Linked DNA regions of Mus musculus: regions 2, 3, 4 and 5 are each linked to region 1. Evidence: chromatin contacts called from public Hi-C, HiChIP or PLAC-seq and promoter capture Hi-C data. All regions are on one chromosome and are shown on one strand. Each heading gives the region's core, a stretch centred on a gene start, on an enhancer-like site or on the middle of the called end of the contact. The rest is flanking DNA. Distances are from core to core; before and after follow the strand shown. Region 1 holds the start of Slc38a9 (solute carrier family 38, member 9). Region 2 has its middle 19 kb from the start of Mcidas. Region 3 overlaps Dhx29 (DEAH (Asp-Glu-Ala-His) box polypeptide 29). Region 4 overlaps Ankrd55 (ankyrin repeat domain 55). Region 5 has its middle 29 kb from the start of Ankrd55.

Region 1 (2,700 bases), core at 125-2,624:
CTTATCAAATTCAGCAATTTTGTTACTGTGGTTTTAAGTATCTCTCCAGCAGTTGTAAGGTGCTTATTTATTTTGCTCTTTCCAATCTTGACTAAAACTGTTTTCTCAGACTGGAATTCAGGAAAAAAAGAAAAAAGAAAGGAAAAAGAAAATTTTCCTATTACAGAGACTTACAAAAATCATGTATCATTCATTTTCAAATGCAGATGCAGATGTACAGCCAGATGCAGTTGTAAGCCTTTTGGAACAAGAACACTGTCAACAAAATAACTTGTATCTCCCTAAAAGGCACCATTCACTACTACTTGCAATTTTAAGCCCTCAGTATCAGAGCGGATATTTAGAAGAGTTTGAGAGCAGAGTTTGGAAGACCTTGGTTTGAATTCCAGATATTTTGCCACTTGAAAGTCTGTCTAGCCTTGCCATGTCACAACTTTTCTAAGACTGTTTCATTATCGGTAAAAATAGGTAAAACATGAAGTTTCCAAAGACTTTACAAAATGATAAATGTAAAATTCTTGGAATTCATTACTATTTGATAAGTTTAGGTCTTGGGGTCTTGATCACATTACAGCACATTGCTTTTGAATGTTAGCTTTCTTTATAGAGCCCTGGTTTTAAGACATGCCATATCAGTCTTAGGGATCTTACCATGAGATGACTTCATTACCAACATACATTGACTTTAGGTGGGGTGGGGAGGGGAGGGACAGGGGGAGGGCCAGGGGGAGAGAGAGACCCAGACCTGGCACTGGTGACACTCGCCTTTAATATCAGCACTCAGGAGGCAGAGGCAGAAGCAGGCAGATCTTTTGAGTTTGAAGCTAGCCTGGTCTACAGAGTGAGTTCCAGGACAGACAGGGACACACAGAGAAACTGTCTCGAATAACAAAACAAAAAACAAACCAAAACAAACACAAAACAAACAAGAAGACCACAGGAGAAAAATCAATGCTCATTAACAACTCCCCCATTCCACCCCAATCCAGCTTCCCTCGGGATCCAAGGGCGTGACCTAAGAACATAACACGAGCCAGGAAAGCCTGAGAAAAACGTCACCAGGGACGTCAGGCACATCATCTTGTTCTCACGTGGCCTGTGATGCTGTAAAGCACCTAAAGAGATCTCTTCTTTTTCTCTCTTCCTAGGTAGTTCGGGAGGAGAAGACAACCCAGCCGGTCAGATGTTCGAGCACCTGCTCAGCGACCCCGCCTCCGGAGCTGGAGGGCGGGGTTCTTTGATAGGCTGGCCGGCTGCTGCAGAGCCCTCTGGGAGTTGTAGTTTCAGATGGCGGCGCTTTCACAGAAGCGGTGGACTGTGTTTTCCTAGGACTCCATCCCCCGCCATCCCCCGCGGCCTAAGCCGTTGCCTCTTCCTGTTTAGAGGACTATTCTCTCTAAGCCGCTGCCAACTGAGAGGTCTGTGAAAGGGTCTTCGCCTCCTGCTCTGGTTTTCCGACGTAGAGGGATTGGCCTGCTGAGGTAGACACGTTCTCGCTCCTGGCAAACTCACCCTGGGACAGTCCAAGAGGGAGCCCAGGCGAGGAAGGAAGGGCTGAGTTTGCAGCCATCGGGCTGTCAGCACGGAGGGGTCTTTGGGATGCCGGGAGAGCCAAGCCCCGGGCTAGGGACACTGCTCCAGAGTGGCGCAGGTCCCTCGAATGGGTCAAGTACGGGGAGTCCGCGGGAGCTGAGAAAGTCTGGGTCTGCTGGGAAAAGGCAGGAAGGGTTACAGCAGATGAACACCCGAAGCCGGGGTGAGAGGACTGTTGGGATTATTGCAGGGATAGAGAAAGATCTAGAGAGGAGAATTGGGAGCGGAAGCCCCTGCTGTGCCTACCACACTGGTGTTTGACTCTGACTCACTTGTGCTGGGACAGGTGCTGGAAGATGCAACCCAGGGCTGGGCAATGAAGTCGCTCTACCACCAAGCTACTTCCCCAGCCCATGAGTGACTGACTGCTCTAATTGTGGGTGGCAATGCTGTGTTGGCTGTCTTGAAATACTGGAGTTGTGAGGCAGCTAGTCAAACGTTTTCTCCTCGGTTTACAAATCAGGATGTCTTAAAAATTGAAGACATCTGCTTATCCATCAGTCAGTTATTAGCCAACTTGCCCAAAACCTAATTGTAAGGATCCCCTGGCAGTGCCTCATTTATTGTTGAGGTCACTCTCTGTTTTCCTATTCCATGCCTTCAAATATAACAAAGAAGTGGCATGTGGAGTACCAGACAAAAGTTTTTGTTTGTTCGCTATTTATTTGGGGTTTTGTTATTTGTTTTCAACAGAACTTTTCAGTAGATCAAAAGAAACTTGTAAATTAAAGAGAAACCTGTATGCCTTGTAAACAACTACAATCAGATAGACATGGGGCAAGCCTGTAAGCCCAGGACTTAGGTGAGCCAGGGGAACGGATGGTCTCCAGTTTAAATAGTGAGACTTAAAATCTGAAACCCAGGGCTAGAAAAATGGCTGGTCTCTAAAGTGCTGACCTTGCAAGCATGAAGACCCAGCGTGTATATGGGTCATTGCACCTTTGTAAAAAAAAAAAAAAAAAAAAACAGGTGTTATGGTGCACATAGTGATGTCCAACACTAGTGATATAGGAAAAAGGAAAAAAATTATAAGAGGTTAAAAATTTTTAGCAGGCCTGTGTTTTTATAATACATTTAAACTTTAGTGCTTTGCTAGTAGTTTTTGGT
Region 2 (2,700 bases), core at 21-2,520, 350 kb after region 1:
TCACAGAGTCTATTGTTTTTTGGGTTTTTGTTTTTTTCTTTTCTTTTTTTTTTTTTTTTTTTTTTTTTTTGAGAAAACTACACTTAGGACTGAGGGGCTGAAAGATTTTGATGAGTAGCAATTTTGATGAGTCTCAGAGGAGATCCACAACTTGGTAAAATAAAACTTTGGCGATGAGTAATATCTGTGTTCCAGCTAGTGACTCCAGTGAACTGAGCCCTCAAGCTTAGAAGAACTGAACTTGCCTGAGAGAAGCAAGTAAGATCCTTCACACAAATGCACAGTTGGTTTGTGGGCTGTGGAAGGACGTAGGACGGACACTGGCAGGACAGACATCGGCAACTAGTTGACACACAGCCCTTCCTCCTTCTCCTGTGCAAAATGTAGGAGCTGTTTTACCGACTGAGTGGCAAAGTGTTGGTGCTTCACTGAAATATTGTTTTTCCTCAGTGACTTCAAAGCCCTAGAGACAATCAACAGTAGTTCCCATCTATACCAACACAGTGGCCCTTGCTATACAAAGTCATCTTAAAAGGAAAAATTTAAGAGTCAGAGACTTTATGATATTAATTACACTGTTTATATAGCTTTAAAAAAATCAAATTCTCTTTTCCTGGTGTGTGTGTGTCAGAGAGAGAGAGAGAGAGGGAGAGGGAGAGAGAGAGAGAGAGAGAGAGAGAGAGAGAGAGAGATTAAAAAGTGTGTGAGCTTTATAGTAATTTTGAATTCATAGTAAAAGTCAGTGGAAGGTATAGGCAGAGCAGCGCCGTGTATCTCCGCACTCCAGACATGTGTGCAGCCTCTCCCATTGTCTGGTTCTCCCATCAGAGAGACACATTTGCTGCAACTGGCAAATCCCTGTTACCATCTCAAGTTCTTGCTCAGCACTGTGCACGGGTTTGGAGCAAATGCATTCTGACAGCTCTCTCCAAGTACCGTAGTATACAGAGTGGTTCAGAGCCCTGGCCAAGCTCTTGTGAGGTATTTACTAATCCCTCCGCCCCTCCAATCTTCAATAATCTCTGTTTCTCCACTGTCTTCATGGTTGTACATATTCCATAACTTTATGAAATTGAAGTCATACAGCCTAGCCTCACACATTCAGCTCCTTTCCCTTAGTAATATGCATTTATGTCTCTTCTGGAACTTTTCATGTACTGATAACTCATTTAACCCTACTGGATGGGAATGATGTAAATGTCTACAATACCGAGTTTCTGGCATGGTAGAAATAGATGCCTTGTTGCTAAGAGCTAAAAATAACACCCAATCTGTTAAGTCTCGCACTAGCGTGACGTCAGCTGACTGCAAACGGCTGCCTATTGAGAATGTCTGTTTTGGTTGTATTTTGAAGTGATTTGGGGGACGGGATAGACCATGAAGCGAGCAATTGATGAGCTGAGCGCTTCAGCAGGCAAATGGTCAACTCGCTACTCAGTTCAACAAGTGACAGATATCTTACAGAATTCTGCGTCTGATGAGGGAGCATTTAGCAAGGAGTTCCTTTCTCTTTCTGATTTAAGTGACAACTTCCTTGATGAAGCACTGAGTAAAAGTGAAAGTGGTGATTCTGAAAATGAAAGACAGGGTGTTGGAAGCCAGGGGTGGGGGTGGGGGTGGGGGTGGGTGGGGACTGCCCGTGGCCCTCAACCAAGTGAGAGGGAGATTCTGGTGCCATCGAGGAGGGGTGGACTAGTGTAGTCTCCCCTCCCCCAGCCTGAAACCTGCTTGCTCAGGGGTGGAGCTTCCTGCTCATTCGGTCTGCCACGCCCACTGCTGGAACCTGCGGAGCCACACGTGCACCTTTTTACTGGACCAGAGATTATTTGGCGGGAATCGGGTCCCCTCCCCCTTCCTTCATAACTAGTGTCGCAACAATAAAATTTGAGCCTTGATCAGAGTAACTGTCTTGGCTACATTCCTTTCTCTCGCCACCTAGCCCCTCTTCTCTTCCAGGTTTCCAAAATGCCTTTCCAGGCTAGAACCCAGGTTGTGGTCTGCTGGCCGGACACAACAGACTAGGAACTTTGTGGCACCAACTGTGGATCTAAGCTTCAGTGTGGATGATAAAGGGCCAGTGAACATTCTAGGTCATTATCACTGAAGAAAGCAGGAGCATAGTTGGCCTTCTGTGCTGGGACAGTGTAGCACGCATGCTATGGAAGGATAACAAGCCCATCACCTTTATTTCCAGCTTCCACGATCCTACCAGAAATGGTGTTGTCAGTAGGAAGAAGGAAGGCACTGTTATTGAAGTAACCACACCAGAACCACAACAGGACCATGAAGCTTGCTACAACAAGCACACGGCGGTTTGGACAAGGATGACCAGATGATGGATACACCTTCGTCACTCATGTCCTCACTGCCGCTGGCCCCATCACTGCCAATGGCCACGTGTGTTCATCAGGTTCCTCATGTGGGCTTGTTGTAACTTCTGCACAACAAGGAGCTGCCAGACAGGGCTGGAGAGGTGGCTCAGCAGTTAAGAGCACTGTCTGCTCTTCCAGAGCACCCGAGTTCAATTCCCAGCAACCACATGATGGCTCACAACCATATGTAATGAGATCTGTCCTCAGATGTCTAAATACAGCTACAGTGCACTCATATACATACATAAATAAATAAATCAATCTTTTTTTTTTTTTTAAAGGAGCCACCAGACAACCTGTTTACATCACACGGTATGTTCAGAGAGTC
Region 3 (2,700 bases), core at 94-2,593, 280 kb after region 1:
TGTAGACCAGGTAGCCTCAAACTCACAAAGACCTGCCCGCCTGTGTCTCCCAAGTGCTGGGATTAAAGCCAGGTACCACAGTGCCCAGCTGGAACTTATTTTTTGAGACATGATCTCAAAAGTCTAGAGCTGGCCTTTGTTTTATCTAGACTGACTGGCAACAAGCTCCTGTAACCCGCCTGCTCCACGAACCTCTCCCAGGCTCTAGGGTTGCAGAGAAACACTGTTGGCAGCCACTAGTCACGTGGGCACTGGGGATCTGAAGTCAGATCTCTTTAGCCACTGGCTTTCTCCCTAGCACCTCTTTTCTTTTTTCTTTATTATTATTTTTTTTAAGAATAATTGTAAGCTATAAACTGTGCTAGCTCACAGAGAATACAGAAAAGGCAGTAGGCTGGATTTGGCAGTGTAGGTCATAGTTTGCTGATCCTAGATTTATAATGTAAATGCTATTTCCGTTCAAGAAAGAAATGCAAATGGATCTTATGTGTACGTTTTTCTATTGAAAGTGTTTATTTTTTTAGTCTATAATTGCTAATTCTTTTTATTATTATACATTATGAAAGTGACTAAATTTCACTTGGCATCTAACATAGATTCCAAGTAAGAACTATTAAGTAACTGATTATAAAAGATAGAGAAGACATGAAAGCTATATTTGCAAAATACAAAGCATGAAAAGCAAATATACAAAACTAAACATTTTTTTTTTCTTGATAGAAATGGAAACTTTAGAAGACCATCCAATATTCAACCCAGCCATAAAGATTTCACATCAACAAAATGAGAAGAAAAAGCCTGCTCCAGCCACAGAAGCTGAGAGTGCTTTAAACCTGAATTTATTTGAAAAATCTGCAGCTGCTACCGAGGAAGAGAAAGGTAAAGTCAGGGGAGCAGGAGCTGCTTCGCCTCTGCAGACTCCTTCAGCTGGCAGGAGAACTGCGCTTTCCTGGGGCTTTCTCTTAGGTGATAACAATATGATAGCTCGCTCGGAGCCATTTGTCTTTGCAGAGACGTTAGCCAAGCCTGTCTCTCTCTGGTTCATTCTCCACACGTGACAGCTAGATTTTAACTGTCAGCCTGACGCTGCCTAGAATCGTGTGTGTGTGTGTGTGTGTGTGTGTGTGTGTGCGTGGGTTTGCTGGCAGGTTTGTGCACATGGGTGCTGAGGAAGCCAGAGGGTGTTGGGCGCTCTCAATCTGGAGTACAAGCAACTGTGAGCTGCCCCGCGTGGGTTCTGAGAACCAAGCTCGGGTCCTCTGCAAGAGCAGTACATGCCCGCCCTTAACCACAGCGAGCTCTCTTTCTGGTCCCTGACAAAGCAGCCTTGGCTTTATCAGGCTGGTCTTTGGGCATGTCTGTGAGGGGTTCCCTTCGTTGATAACTGATTTAGGAGGCCTGGCCGGCTGTGAGGGCACCGTTCTCTGGCAGGTGGTCCATGGCTGTGTGAGAAAGCTAGCTAAGCATGAGGCCGAGGGGAGCCAGCAAGCAGCACCCCACCCCCCACCCCAGGGTTTCCCTGGAGGTGAGAATATTCCTGCAGTGATGGTCTATGAGCTGGGAACTGTGAGCCAGTTAACCCTTTCTTCCCAAAGTCATCTTTAATCAGAGTGCTTTTTAATGACAGAGTGCAAACTATGGCATTGACTTTCTGAAAAATATGAATGAGAGTTTATTTAAATGCAAGCTCTCTGTTTAAACCTTCTTTCTTTGTTGCTTCTGTGGTTTTTAATCTTGGAGATCAAACCCAGGGTCTCGCACACTGAAGCAAGTGTTCTGCAGGAGCTCTGTGTGTCCCAGCTTCTCCAGTGAAACACCTTCGTGACATCAGTTACAAGCCCAAAGCCGTTCATCGCTTTTGAGAGCTTTTGCATTCGTATTCATTTGTATCTTTCCACTTTGTTTTCCGATGTTCCAGCCACTTGAGTCCTTATGACATCTGTCATTTGACAGTTCCATTCCTTTGCCTAGCTTGCTACCCCTAGTGCCAAGGCGCAACTCAAACAATATTATTTCCTGACTCCCTCAGTCCTCCATGGCCCCGAGATGCAAGGGGTCGCACATTCCTGTGTATTGCTGCACTTACCAGTTGTATTCTTTGCATGCTTTATCAGATTATATGACAGGCCACACCTATATTAAATGGTAGACATTTTAGCATTATTCATTCCTTCAGTAATACTTATTGGATCATTATTGTACATTAAAATGAGTTATGTGAACAAGTAACCCAACTTCTTTTCTCTGTGTAATCTAAGATGGAATGTGAACACAGAGATTTTTAAACAGTGAGTTGTGCTTTCAGAGAATAATGACATTTCACAACAGAGCAGGGCTGGCGATGTGGCTTAGCAGTCACAAGCACACTCTGGCTCCAGGGGATCTGACACCCTCTTATGGGTATCTGTGCTCATATGTGTATATCCACACCTACACAGACACACACATACAGATATAATTTTAATAATAATAATAATAATAGAGAGCTCTAATTTGAGCTGGGGCTACTTTCCTTGTATTTAGTTCTGAGGACAAGCAGATAGCCTGACAGATGGTCAGATGTTAGCCTAGTGGCAAATTGGTGGGGAGAAAAACTCCAAAGAAGAGAGATAATAAGTTACAAGTCTTTGGGTAAAATGAGTTTATCGCATCACTATTACGAAGGTTTTCTGTAATTGAGACATACTGTATCTGAGTTAT
Region 4 (2,700 bases), core at 125-2,624, 350 kb before region 1:
ATTCTTTGTGGGCAGCTTTGATGGCAGATCATCATTGTCAATTTGATTTGGTTTTAAATTATCTAAGAGATACAATTCTGTTTATCATATGATGATAGGTGACTCAATATTTGGCTCCCCACAGATGTTAGGTAGACATGTTGAGTACCAATCAGAAAAGGAAACATAGAGGTCAGCAGTCTACTCAACACCAATGTCTCCTCCAAAGGTATCACCAAGATATGTTCAGTCAGAACCTACTGAGGTACTGGCTAGGAAGCACTAGTTCACAATGTAGCTCCATCCCTGTCTCTGGTTCTCTGAAAATCTCTTCTCTGGTTTGTGCTCACCAGAATTCAGTCTGGGCCTGCAGGAAACAATTATTAACTTGTTACCAGTATTTGAAAGCAGCTGTATGTTTACCACAGTCTGCTCCTTTTTAATTGAACCAAATCTACTTCTTTATATACTTCTTATCTTTCCAGAGTTCCCACAGGATGGTAGAAGCCTGACTCTATCACCTGATACTTTGAGAAAATGAATAAGGTAAAGATAGTCAGATCATTGTCCAGAATAATGAAAGGGGAGATGACATAATGTTTATTTATATTTAGTTTTCAGAGCTAGGCAGGCTAACACAATCCTTTTTAAAAATTCATGTAAAATTTACACTCCCCTAATTAATGAAGGACTAATGCAATATATTAACATCAAGAGTTCAATAAGAATTGAGTGGATAAGAAAACCCATTTGCATTTGAAGATACACCCTAAATTGATCAGTAAATTCAGTTACCCCATTTTAAAGGTTTCTATACGTTAAAGCAAGCAAGAAACAACAACAACAAAGCCCACATCTTTTAAAGAATCACTGACAGGGCATTCTGTGAATGCTCCTTGAGTGCATGTAGTCTCAGCACAAGGGAGACTGAGGCAGGAGGCTCACTAATAGTGCAAAGCCAGTGACTTCCTGGAAAGCCTGGACTATTTACCAAGATCTTGTGTGAAACAGAAACAAAACCATCGAAACCTTAGGCATGATGAAGTATGCCTGCAATCCAGGCACTCAGAAAAGAGGCAGAAGGACTGCTATACATTTGAGGCCTGTTTTCATAGTGAGTCTCAGGCCAGCCAGGGTTACATAACTAGCAAGCCTCTCTATTTAAAATTAAGTATTCATTGAATTAATCAACAAATAAATACCCATTTTTTAAAAAAGAAAAGAAAAAAGTACTTTCTAGAGAGGCATCTTTGCTTGCTCCTGTGTATTTAGAAAGCTCCAAACTGGCTCTAAATTATGTTTTTAAAGATTGGCATTCCCCTGGCTCAGAACCCAGAGACCATAAAGACTCCTCACCACCAGCGGGTGGCAATGTTGTACCTTGGAGCCATTATGGTGCTGTGAAGGCTGGTTCCTCCTGAAAGGTGCAAAGGTCTTCTTATCTCCTTACAAATAGTTAGAGCTTTCTAGGTTGCCCCAAGACATAATTTCTCTGCTGTCCCACAATACCTAAGATAACTGTGTGGAAATAGAGAGGAATCTAAATTAGAAGAAGGCCCTGGAAAGTATCTCTTTAAGTGATTTTACTGTCCAGTCATAATAGCCCAAGGATGTCTCAATCACCACTTCAACATCTGTCTTCCTTCTGGATTATGTTCTTTTAAAAGACAGAGACTCTACACCCTTTGTGGCCAGGAGATGCAGAGTCTATGGATGGCTTAGTATATTTAAATTCTCCAGGGGCAATATGTTCTAGTTAAAAGAATAATCTAAGATCTACAGATCTCTCTATAAATGCTTATAATTAACTCTAATGTCATGGGTGAGTTCTATTACCCAAGGATGCTCATAATAGAATATACCAAGGGAACTCTCTCAAATCCTCTGGTTTCGATTCTAAAGGCTAAAATGCCCTTTACACTGACACGGCCACTCCACGAAAGGGCCATGGCTTAAGCAGTGCAGGTGTTGATCTGGCCTCAAAGCAGTTGCAACAAAATGGGCTCAGTGACTTTTTAATGCAATCAGTGACTTTCCAAAGAACACCACAGCTCTAAAACTGGAACCCAAGAAGACACAAAATCTGAGGAGCTCAGGCACCCCAAACATTGGTAGTAGCCAGCTGTACATCTGAAGCCCTAATGTCCCGAGGATTCAATAGACAGTCTCTAATACAACTGGAAGCAAATTAGATTTTGGCTAATCAGAATAAGCAAAGAGATGTCAAAATTAGCTACCGATCCTTGTGTTTTTTAAGTAAAATTAATCATCTAAAATAGTTATCCAGGGTTGGTTTTTTGGTTGGTTGGTTGGTTGGTTGGTTGGTTGGTTGATTTGTGGGGTTGTTAAAGATCCAATTTTCGATGAGCTCAGATTTTACTAGAGTCCACACTCAGAAGTTACTGTGAGGAGGTGCTGCACAGTTTCTAAGCACACAGCATCCGTTCTGTTCCTCTCACTGCAGACTGGACACGGTTCATAGACAACACCAAAAGGTACCACTTCAGTACAGGTTTTGTTTTTCCTTCATCATTAAAATGTTCACCTTCTTTTGTCTTTTTACAATAACTATATTGCCAAGTGTCACTTGCTGAGTAAACCCAAAGTTCCCTTTGAATAAACCCCAGATTTCAGCGGTGGCCTCAGGAGCAATCAATCTATAAGATGGCTTTACCAGTTGCCAACCTTTTCAGTCTGTTTATAACTTATGAAATGTTCTCT
Region 5 (2,700 bases), core at 46-2,545, 400 kb before region 1:
AGGTCTAAGATTAGGATTAGAAAGGGAAGGAGGTCACGTGGCTTTGTGGGCCATTTAGCACCATCGCCTAACCATTAAAAATTCTACAGGAAATTTTGACTTAATGTCTTCTTTGCCCTTGACAGGAAAATCACTTTGGGGGATTCTTGACTATAGTTTCTAGACCGATTTATCCTGGAAGATCCTTTTGATTCTCAGAGATTACCCCTCCTCTTTCACAGATGCCTTCTGGGCTGAGCAGCTAATGTATGTCGTCATCGATGTGCACGCAGATGTTTCGCAACCAGCTTTCAAACACTGCGGTTTATATCTAGAATCTAGAAAGCCGCCCCCCACCTCCTCCCAAAGACCTGTGTACTAAAGACTTAGTCAACTTGGCATTACTGGGAGATGACAAACGTTTTAAGAGGCCTAGTAGGAGGTTGTGTAGTCCTTGGGGCCCTCCTCTCTGCCTCTTCCTTTTCTACCACATTCTGACCACATGGTCAACAGTTGCTTTACCACGGCACCGTGATATGATTCTACCTTGCCTTGTTACACAAGTTCACATGCAATAGGACCAAGTAGTACCTCCAACCCCATGGCCAAAGCAAACCTTTCCTCTTTGTAAATTTGAACGTCTTTGGGTATTTTGTTGTAGTGACAGAAAGCTGGTTAACACAGGAGGAAGGTCCTGGCTTTCCACACTTGCACATTTTTATGGCCCTAACAATCCTAACAATGGATCCTGTCCATCTATCTATCCCCGTGATATCCCTTAGGTAGGCTGCAGAAAGAGATATATAGAGTTGGTTATCACAAGCTTATTCTGACCTGGATGCTTATAAACACTTATGAGCCAATTACACCCACCAATATCACTTAAGCAATGTGTTCAGGGTACCATGGAGATAAGGATTTAGGAAGCTAGGCTGGAGTCCTCCGTTCCAGGTGTTTGCACGCTTAAGCCAAGGAGATGATTTTTCTGTGTCCATGACTGCTCAGTGTCCTTGAGAGCCCTGTATCCACAATCTACAGAGGTACATGGGATAGGACGAGAACAAGTGGACAAAACTCAAAACTCTCAGTGTTTTAAAGTTGAAACCAATCTCCTCGCCAAGGCCCATGAGATCAGACACTTCTTTCTTCCCAGGCATCGGCTCTACCTGGTCAGAAATGTAAACTCCAAGAGAATTTAAACTGGCTTTCTGACTGTAGAGGGTTTGCAAGTTTGAGAAATTAAAGACAGAGCTAGCTATAGGCAAAGCCTGGATGCTCTCTGAGATGAAGCACCTCTGACCCCAACTGGCTGCTGCAGTGCACTGCATCTCTAGATGGCCAAGTCTCAGTGTGTAACCTGAAGGGCTGGATCTAGCCTGTGCACACCTTGACTTGGTTTTGTTATTGTTGATGATGATGTTATTGCTGCTGTTACTGTTGTTGCTGTTGTTGTTGTTGCTGTTGTTGCTGCTGCTGCTGTTATTGTTGCTGCTATTGTTGTACTTCTCAGGGTGGCAAACAATTCTGCTGCACTATACAGAAATGATCCAAGAGAAAGTGTGCTTGGTTTTCCATTTCTCACTCTCTGGTCCTTTTGCTGCCAAAACCCTAGATCCTCCTTCTCTGTTTAAGTCCTTCCTGAAGATTTCAGTGCTGGACATGAAATTTTGCCCACCAAGTTATTGGTCAGAGGGGCCCTGGAGGGATCCAGAACTATGTAGGCTGTTGTTTGATCTTGGTTGCCAACATAACTAAGTGGGGTTCAGGGGGAAGTTCTTTTGCTGAATACACCATACACTTTAGTTGAAAGACATCAAGAATTCAATCTCAAACTTATCAGGAAGTTCTCTTCCTGCTGGCTAGTTTTCATGGTGCTGGAGGGTGTTGGGAAGTTGGCTCAGGAAGAGAAAACAGTGGTCTTACCCACATGCTATGTGGTGTTACCCACATAACAACCTGCCAGCGCATTGTGCCCACTGATACATAATAGTTGTAGTGGTAACCAATCATGTTCTGATTGGATTTGAGACCTATTTCACTGGAGGGACTTCATATCTGGCACTGTAAACTGAGTTAAAAACTATGACTAGAGAGATCTAGATAGTTCCAGTTTTAGACGAGGGACTTAATGGTGTTTCCTGAAATGGTAATGTGTCAAGCTGCCTTCTCACTATTTATATTTACACTCATAGATTGTGCTGCTCTCAAGCTAGGTCAGAGAAGTTTCTTTTTGCCCTGATGCAAAGACTCAGATCTTGTAGAAGTGCTGTGAACAAGTGAGTGTGAGAATTCAGCAGTAGATGGTTCTTCTATATCACCTCTACTCACTCTCATCCAAGGCTCAAGGAAGACATGACAGACGAAGGTACGGGAAGAATGTAAGAGCTGTAGAATAAGGAGGGGCACTACGTTCCGTGAAGTGCTGCGTTCCTAACATAACAGAGTTGTTGCACACCTATTAACTCACAGCATCTCTGGCTGGCTACACAAGACCTGTATAAGATCAAGCCAGTCAAAGTCCCAGCATGGATGGAGAGGGGGTTACATGATGGAACTAACATTCCATTTCTAACATCGAAGCCACTGACAGATGATGGCTGTTGAGAGACAGAGTCACATTTGTGGGGGAAATGTAGCCAATAATAGATTGCCTGTGTCCTACTTTATGTCCCCATGCTTAGGCACTAATTGACGCTAGGGAGTTAGTTACTAGTAACATTA

What was found. Promoter capture Hi-C pulls out the DNA fragments that hold promoters and counts their contacts. Hi-C and Micro-C count contacts between places; a contact is called where the count stands out from the background. HiChIP or PLAC-seq counts read pairs in DNA pulled down with a chosen protein or histone mark.
Region 2: a promoter capture Hi-C map of liver shows a contact between it and region 1, with 2.5 times the contacts expected there. The contact joins the enhancer-like site here to the promoter of Slc38a9 in region 1. A contact is called at or near these places in 5 of 39 promoter capture datasets (3T3-L1-derived adipocytes, embryonic stem cells, hematopoietic stem and progenitor cells and 2 more), 5 of 115 datasets of contacts at active chromatin or transcription factors (embryonic stem cells, memory CD8 T cells, neural tube and 2 more) and 1 of 9 other capture datasets (liver).
Region 3: an H3K4me3 HiChIP or PLAC-seq map of fetal liver shows a contact between it and region 1, with 3 times the contacts expected there. The contact joins the enhancer-like site here to the promoter of Slc38a9 in region 1. A contact is called at or near these places in 24 of 39 promoter capture datasets (the 3T3-L1 cell line, 3T3-L1-derived adipocytes, the C10 cell line and 16 more), 4 of 484 Hi-C or Micro-C datasets (embryonic fibroblasts and embryonic stem cells), 11 of 115 datasets of contacts at active chromatin or transcription factors (T-cell acute lymphoblastic leukemia, bone marrow-derived macrophages, craniofacial prominence and 5 more) and 4 of 9 other capture datasets (adipose tissue, embryonic stem cells, liver and 1 more).
Region 4: a contact with region 1 is called in an H3K4me3 HiChIP or PLAC-seq map of bone marrow-derived macrophages, with 6 times the contacts expected there. The contact joins the enhancer-like site here to the promoter of Slc38a9 in region 1. A contact is called at or near these places in 9 of 39 promoter capture datasets (the 3T3-L1 cell line, 3T3-L1-derived adipocytes, the C10 cell line and 4 more), 10 of 484 Hi-C or Micro-C datasets (B cells, CD8 T cells, bone marrow-derived macrophages and 7 more), 7 of 115 datasets of contacts at active chromatin or transcription factors (T-cell acute lymphoblastic leukemia, bone marrow-derived macrophages, embryonic stem cells and 2 more) and 2 of 9 other capture datasets (adipose tissue and liver).
Region 5: a contact with region 1 is called in a Hi-C map of B cells, with 6 read pairs. The contact joins the enhancer-like site here to the promoter of Slc38a9 in region 1. A contact is called at or near these places in 1 of 484 Hi-C or Micro-C datasets (B cells), 2 of 115 datasets of contacts at active chromatin or transcription factors (bone marrow-derived macrophages and microglia) and 1 of 9 other capture datasets (embryonic stem cells).

The regions. Positions count from the first base shown.
Region 1 is chr13:112,659,392-112,662,091 of GRCm38.p6, forward strand. Slc38a9 (solute carrier family 38, member 9) reads left to right here and starts at 1,375. Exons shown (of 15, transcript NM_178746.4): 1 at 1,375-1,481.
Region 2 is chr13:113,011,976-113,014,675 of GRCm38.p6, forward strand. No RefSeq gene overlaps it. Among named protein-coding and RNA genes, the nearest start is that of Mcidas, 19 kb to the left of the region's middle. Within about 2 kb of position 1,271, at least 103 of the 459 cell types and tissues checked have an H3K27ac peak or open chromatin away from gene starts, as enhancers often do. A contact at or near this core is called in hematopoietic stem and progenitor cells, liver, memory CD8 T cells and 1 more, where this site is marked.
Region 3 is chr13:112,940,953-112,943,652 of GRCm38.p6, forward strand. Dhx29 (DEAH (Asp-Glu-Ala-His) box polypeptide 29) reads left to right here. Exons shown (of 27, transcript NM_172594.3): 8 at 721-879. Among named protein-coding and RNA genes, the nearest start is that of Dhx29, 15 kb to the left of the region's middle. Within about 2 kb of position 1,344, at least 22 of the 459 cell types and tissues checked have an H3K27ac peak or open chromatin away from gene starts, as enhancers often do. A contact at or near this core is called in T-cell acute lymphoblastic leukemia, epiblast stem cells, fetal liver and 1 more, where this site is marked.
Region 4 is chr13:112,307,482-112,310,181 of GRCm38.p6, forward strand. The region is part of intron 1 of Ankrd55 (ankyrin repeat domain 55); the gene reads left to right. Among named protein-coding and RNA genes, the nearest start is that of Ankrd55, 20 kb to the left of the region's middle. Within about 2 kb of position 1,375, at least 6 of the 459 cell types and tissues checked have an H3K27ac peak or open chromatin away from gene starts, as enhancers often do. A contact at or near this core is called in B cells, adipose tissue and bone marrow-derived macrophages, where this site is marked.
Region 5 is chr13:112,258,321-112,261,020 of GRCm38.p6, forward strand. No RefSeq gene overlaps it. Among named protein-coding and RNA genes, the nearest start is that of Ankrd55, 29 kb to the right of the region's middle. Within about 2 kb of position 1,296, at least 42 of the 459 cell types and tissues checked have an H3K27ac peak or open chromatin away from gene starts, as enhancers often do. A contact at or near this core is called in B cells and bone marrow-derived macrophages, where this site is marked.